Regions from separate parts of the Gossypium hirsutum genome. Here region 2 is linked to region 1. The links are chromatin contacts, called in public Hi-C maps. All regions are on one chromosome and are shown on one strand. Each heading gives the region's core, a stretch centred on a gene start, on an enhancer-like site or on the middle of the called end of the contact. The rest is flanking DNA. Distances are from core to core; before and after follow the strand shown. Region 1 holds the start of LOC107928231 (momilactone A synthase). Region 2 holds the start of LOC107928143 (peptidyl-prolyl cis-trans isomerase CYP18-2).

Region 1 (3,566 bases), core at 376-2,875:
ACCCTTAGATTTGGTTAGTTTTGACTATTGGTCATGTTTCAGGTCCTTACACTATTTAGAAAACCTTTTAGAACAATAGGAAGAAATCCTTTTACTAGAATATTGTTAGTCCATTAATCGTTATTTCAATGTAAGAATGCTTGAAAAATGTTGTAACAATGGACAAGATAGAAATTTATTGGAGCAACGCTCAAAATGAATAGATTAATCAAAACAGCAAACATTGCTAAAATACAAAATGAATAAAATGAAAATAGGTGCCCCACATATCATAGCATAAACTTCTCTGCACAAACTTCTCGGGGACCATTTTAAGCTTGATATGTGTTTAGAAAATCTAGAGTACATTGTTGATGCCTCAAGATGTAACGTTTCTTCTTCTGAGAGGACGCGATTACCACATGTTCAATCTTCGATCTAAATCTGAGTTGCCCTTTCCTAGGTTTTCAACTCAAAACCCCTTTGGTCTCAATACGCCCTTTTGCGAGTTTTTGCCTTGGCCTCTCCCTTTTTTTTAGGTGAAGTATTTCTTGACTGAATCCGAATTCACAGGGTCAGGCAGGTTTTTGCCATCCATCTTGGTCAAAATCAGCACTCCTCTAGAAAAGGCCTTTTTTGCCATATAAGGTCTTTCCCAATTTGGCATCCACTTTCCTCTGAAGTTCTTTTGTATGGGAAGGATCTTTTTCAATACCAGGTCCCCCTCATGGAATTCTCTAGAGCGAACCCTTTTGTCATAAGCTCGCATCATTTGTTTTTGGTACATCTGACCATGACGGATAGCTTTCAACCTCTTCTCTTCAATCAAGTTCAGTTGATCATATCGAGATTATATCAAAGCCAACGATAAGTGGGGCTATGGCGACAGACTTATTGTGAAATGTTTTTCGTGCTTAATTGAGTAGGTAAAGGTTAAGCCTGGTTTTTAATTTTCATTTTATATAAAAAAAATAGAGTTAGCCTTTGAATTAAATTGTTGTATGATCTTTTGAAATTATATTTTAGAATTTAATATTCAATATTTAAATCCATTTTTAATATTCCTTTGACTTTTTTCCAATAACAAAAAAATGTTTAAAAAAATAGGTTAAAATATTACATAAGTCCCTATATTTTTTAGAATTTTGAAATTTAATTATTTCTTATACTTTAATTTTTAAAAATTTAATCTCTTTATTTTTCAGATTGAAAATTAAACTCCGTTTGTTAATACTATCAATATTTTTGATTCAACTTGTTGGTGCGATATTTGAAATAAAAAAAATACTCACTTAATATCCGTGTAAGTAAAAATAATTACGTTCTAATAAACTTAAATTTAACAAAAAAATTAACAGGGTTAACGATTGATTCTAAACTTTAAAATTTGAAAAAGTAAATAAATTAAAATTCTAAAAATAAAAATACAATGAAATATTTTAAATTCTACACACATGTAGTAAAATATATTATAAAAAGTTACGCCCATACTGACAAGTCCCGACATATTCCAAGTCAAAGCAAAAATAATGGAAAAATATTTTGTCCCAATAGACTAGAAAGTAGCAAACATGGAGGAGTTCAATTTTTGGACGCAATATTATTGTTTATAGTAAATATATTATTTTTAAAATGAAAGCATACAAACAAGGTCGACGCCGTTTTTGATCTTTCAGAACAATCCCTGAAGTTATAAAGAGCAGAATAACAGGACGTGAAACCACAGCATCCCAAGCATTGCAATCAAAAGAAAAGGCAAAGGCGAGGGTCTATTTTCTTCACAAACTACAATGGCTTCCGAGTCTTTAGTAACCAAGAGGTAACTAAATCCTTGCAATATTCCGTAAATTCATATTTCACTATATTGGATTTAGATATTTCAATTTGGCAAGTCGAGTTGATTTTACATCCTGTCAATGTTGATAAGGAGGATTCAAGTTTAATTGAGTTCATGTAATTAGTCCCTTAAGATATGATATCTTATAGGTTTGGGTCTGAATTTTAGTATATAAACTTTTTTTCTACTTTGTTTGATACAGGCTAGATGGTAAGGTGGCACTGATAACTGGTGGTGCCAGTGGTTTAGGAGAGTGTTCAGCCAGGCTATTTCTCAAACATGGAGCCAAGGTTCTGATTGCTGATATTCAAGACGAATTGGGCCACTCCCTTTGCAAAGAGCTTGGAACTGAAAACTTCAGCTATGTCCATTGTGATGTAACATGCGAATCTGATGTCGAAAATGCCGTAAACTTAGCGGTCTCCAAGTATGGAAAACTCGATATCATGTTCAACAATGCAGGCCTTATTGGTGATGGTGAAGTCAGAGTGACAGACGCCAGCACTGACAACTTCAAGAGAGTGTTCGATATCAATGTCTTGGGTGGATTCTTGGGAGCCAAGTATGCAGCCAAGGTCATGGTTCCGGCCAAGAAAGGTTGCATTCTCTTCTCGTCGAGTATTTCTTCAAAAATCAGCATCGGTCTGCCCCATGCATACAAGGCATCGAAGCATGGCGTCGTAGGGTTGACGAAGAGCTTGGCCGTGGAGTTAGGTGAGCATGGAATTAGAGTTAATTGCATTTCACCTCACGCAACTGTGACCCCATTGTTCCAAACAACACTGGGGTTGCTCGATAAGAAGAAGGGAGAGGAGATGATTGCGGCTTCAGCTGTGTTGAAAGGCACCGTATTGGAACCTGAAGATTTTGCACATGCAGCACTGTATTTGGCAAGCGATGAGGCTAAATTCATCAGTGGTGTTAACGTGCCTGTCGATGGAGGGTATAGTCTCAGCAATCAGTCATGGAAGATGGGATTTGCAGCACTTTTGGATAAATCAACAAGTCCTCTATTTTAAGCTTTGAACAATATTTTCTTCAATAGGGAAAATAAAAATTACCCAAAATTAAAGTACCTGTAATAAATTGTATTGTCGGTCGGTCTGTGATGTATGCTTTCTTCATCAATATGCAATTATAGCAGGTGTTAGCTGCAGTCTCTGAGGAAAACAAGACGTGCTAATTTGAATTTTCAAACTCTAGTAGCCTTAATCAAGATATGAAATTCTTCGGAAAGTTGGTCTTCATTTTCATCCATCTTTATATATTATAACACTAATGAAGAATCTTAAATAATGTAAACTAAAATAACTAATAAATTTATCAAGGAAAGTATACCTATCAATTTAAAGGATTGATTAAAATTAAATTAAATTAAATTATCTAAATTAACTAATAAATACACCAAAGAATAAAACACTAAGACAATCCTGTATTAATCAAGTGACAAAATAATACCTAGATAAGAATCTATTTGGATTTCATCTATAATTCTTAATTTAATTTATGCAATTTATTTTTATTAGAAGTGGTAAGATAGAAGAATCTATTAGGACGAAGGCCGAATACTCTGACCGTCAAACCAATCCACAGAGTTGAAATATAGTGCATTTTTGACCGCATATAACTTAGCTTCGTTGGAGACCATCACACCAAGCGGGCCTGAGAACAAACCCTTATCATCCCTCAGTACTCCATTACATCTTGCTGGCTCAAGTGTACCATGTGCCGATCCATAGTATGCTACATG
Region 2 (3,566 bases), core at 514-3,013, 180 kb before region 1:
TTGACAAAACAATGTTAAACAATCCCAATGATTCCGAATGAAAATTTTACATAGGTTTGACAGGTTACTTGTAGATAGACTAAACCGAGCCAACTTACCTGTCATTGTTGTCGGTTTGGACACTACCAAGCCTCTTGATAATTTCCATTCCCCTACATACTCTCCCAAATATTGTGTGTTTACCTGTTGAAAGAATTGCCAATCAAAGCATTTACATGTGAGGAAACCGATGAGATCATTTAGCTAAATCAGGAAAAATATGCGATATTACATTATGCAAATACAAAAAATTCAGCATAACGGAGAGAATCAAGCTCATAGTTCTCATTTGCTTACTATGTTTCGTATGTGAAACAACCTATTTATCAAAAAGGCTTCAGAAAGGTATATATAATAAGCACGATAATAGCATCAAAATCAGTTTAGGGACTAATTGGCCTTGACACCAGTCCAACCTGGTTCATGGACAATTTTCCACAGAAGTCTAACCGTTACGTTAATCATTTCTAAAACAATTTGAGGCCCTGCTCCCAATATTTGCCGACCAATTTACCGTGTGGTAAATTTAGCTTCTAGTAACAGTGACCATTACCTTAGAACTTGAATAGCTTTTTAGCTTTCACATTAATAGAACTTATAAATTTAGACCAGTCATGACTCCTAAGGTATCATAGAAACTACAAGAAAAACCATAACATTAACATTAGCGATGACGATTCATGTTGGATATCATAACATCATGCAGCGGATAACAAAAGGGATCTCAATATGAAAAAAGAAATAGTGTTGTCACAAAAGATTGAACAAATATATAATTATGAAGAATAACATAGTTCTTATTGTAATCATTAAGAATAACACCATTACCATCTAATGACGGCGCTGGAGATAAAGTAATGAAGAACTGACTTCCATTTGAATTCGGACCCGCATTAGCCATAGATAAAATACCAGCTCCAGTATGTTTTAACTCGGACCTTATCTCATCATCGAATACAGGACTGAAATCAATCATGAAAACACAAACCAGTAATTAAAATCTGATATAGAAACCACTTGTTCCTATAATAAAACAACACCAGTTCTGCCAATAATCGAAGAAACAGATGCCAAAACAGTATTAAACCATATTAATAAAACAATTGCAGTGTAAGTTCCAGGTTCCATTATCAACAAGAAAAGCATAAGATTGTATCACATTAATTATGAAAAGATTGGGGGGGGGGGGAATACCCATAAATAGATTCTCCACCTTTTCCAGTCCCAGTTGGATCTCCACCCTGAACTATAAAATCCTACATCATAACAATCAGATACAGGTTGAAGAAAGCTAATATTAGAAAAAAAATTACCAAATGAGAGAAAACTTAAAAAGAACTAACCTTGATAATTCTATGGAATTTGACATTGTCATAATAGCCTCTCCTGGAAAGTTCAATGAAGTTCCGACAAGTTCTGGGTGCATGCTTGTAATATAGCTGAAAATCCAGTAAAAACACACAAAAAAAAAGAGAGTAGAAACAAGGGTTAAGCTAATGATTATAAACCCAATATATATTGAAGCAAGGTCAGTAAAAAAAGAAGAAGTTGAGGTATACCTCAACAGTGAAGGCACCCATAGAGGTTTCTAGAGTAACCTCTGGTGCACCTCCCTCTGAACTTGCCCACATCTTTCAAAGAGAAAAACAAGGGTTTTTTTTACGGACAAAGGTTTCAGTTTCAGAGGACAACGAAATTCGAAAGAGCAGAAAGAAAAAGAAAAAAGGAAGCAACTTTAGTGGATTCCTTGGGCTTGGCCTGGATAGTTATGAAATGGGCCTTCGTTCTGAGACTTTTCAACAATCTTTCGTGCTCAAGAGAAAAATCCAAATGTTTGTAATTACGAGGTTTTTCAGAATCGAAATTAAATTGAGACTCGTTATGAAACAGTTGAATTAAGTTAAAAAATTTCTCGAGCTTGTATGTAAATATATATATATTTTTATAATTTTATAATAATTTATTTAAGTTAAGCTAATTAAATTAAAAATTAATAATTCGATGGATTCAATCATTCGCCTGTTTCTAAAAACATTACTAGAACTTAATGCTGTAATTTAATGCAATATCAATTGATTCGGTATTATTAATGTTATGCCTTAGTTTAAATGTTAATATCATAATTATCATGTACGTAAATAGATAAATAAAATAGGGATAAATTTTAAAATTATACATGAACTTTGTTTTAAGGTGTAATTGTATATATGAATTTTAATTTGGTACAATTATACATGTAAAAATCTAATTGTGGTTCAAATGTATACTTGAAATTTTAATTTTAATTTAATCATGCACATCTAAAGAAACAAATATATCAATTTATTTTTAAATTGGATAAATATAATTATTCATGTATGCAATGTATAAACATAAAATGATGTTATATTAATAATTGTGTTAATAATTTACAAGAATTTGATCAAATCAAAATTTTATATATAAAATTGTACAAAATAAAAGTCTATGTATACAATTACACGTTAAATCATAATTCATGTATAGTTTTGAGATATATCCAAATGTATATATACATTTCAAGCAATTCAATACAAGTTGTGTTTTTATTTATCTTTCAAGGTTGCTGATAGATTTTAGCCGAATTAGGATTTAAGGTTTAGGGTTTAATGTTTTTCATTAGAAATTCAAAATGGAAGGCTTTTATCTTAGATAATGCTTAAATTAAATGTTGTTTTAATTACTCAAGAAATTGTCATATTTTATCTATAAATAGGTAGCACTAGAGGTGATCATGGGCTGGGCCGGGTTCAGTCGGGCCCAGACAAAATTTTAGACCCATTTTTTAGGCCAGGGCTCGGCCCAAAATATGGGCCTAAAATTTTGTCCAAGCCCGGCCCGAAAGAAAATTGCTTGGCCCAGCCTAACCCTAAAGAAAATTGTTTGTACTGGGCCCGGCCCGAACCATATTTGATTAAGAATAAAATATATATTTAATATATAATTCAGATTAAAAGTCCAAAAAATATATATATTTAATAAAAAGTATATTTGATTAAAAATAAACATATATATTTAATATATAATTCGGGTCGGGCCAGGCCGGGCCCAAGCTAAAAAAGTCTTACCTGAGGCTTGACCCGTTTTCTAAACGGGCCTCGTTTGTTTGCCAAAACCCATATTTCGGGTCTATATTTTTACCCGAATCCTCCCATTTTTCGGCCGGGTCGTTGGGCCGAGCCGGGTATCCCAACCCATGATCACCTTTAGGTAGCGCCTATGCTTTGTCATGTAAATATTTGAGAGTGCTTTTACTTAAATTTTTCGTGTAATTGTTGCTAGTAGACTTGATTGTGGGTTAGGCCACCTGCTCGGGTTCGAAGACCTTCTTGAAAAGTGGGGGTAAAAATATAAACCCAAAAAATGAGATTGGACAAAAAATAAGGCCATTTTTTAAATGGGTCAAGCCTTGAGTAAGGTTTTTTTACCCAATCCCAGCCCGAATCTACTTAAAAAAGTTTTTTGCTGTCATTTTACTATTATATTGCTACTATTTTGTTGTTATTGTT

The links. A called contact is a pair of places that touch in the nucleus more often than the background predicts.
Region 2: a contact with region 1 is called in a Hi-C map of leaf, with 3 times the contacts expected there. The contact joins the promoter of LOC107928143 here to the promoter of LOC107928231 in region 1. A contact is called at or near these places in 2 of 34 Hi-C or Micro-C datasets (both in leaf).

Annotation. Positions count from the first base shown.
Region 1 is chrD01:62,131,014-62,134,579 of Gossypium_hirsutum_v2.1, reverse strand. LOC107928231 (momilactone A synthase) reads left to right here and starts at 1,625. Exons shown (of 2, transcript XM_016859420.2): 1 at 1,625-1,798; 2 at 2,019-2,972. The coding sequence starts at 1,770. The coding sequence ends at 2,835.
Region 2 is chrD01:62,308,107-62,311,672 of Gossypium_hirsutum_v2.1, reverse strand. It overlaps LOC107928143 (peptidyl-prolyl cis-trans isomerase CYP18-2), which reads right to left and starts at 1,763. Exons shown (of 6, transcript XM_016859329.2): 1 at 1,599-1,763; 2 at 1,383-1,478; 3 at 1,234-1,295; 4 at 868-1,001; 5 at 99-183. The coding sequence starts at 1,670.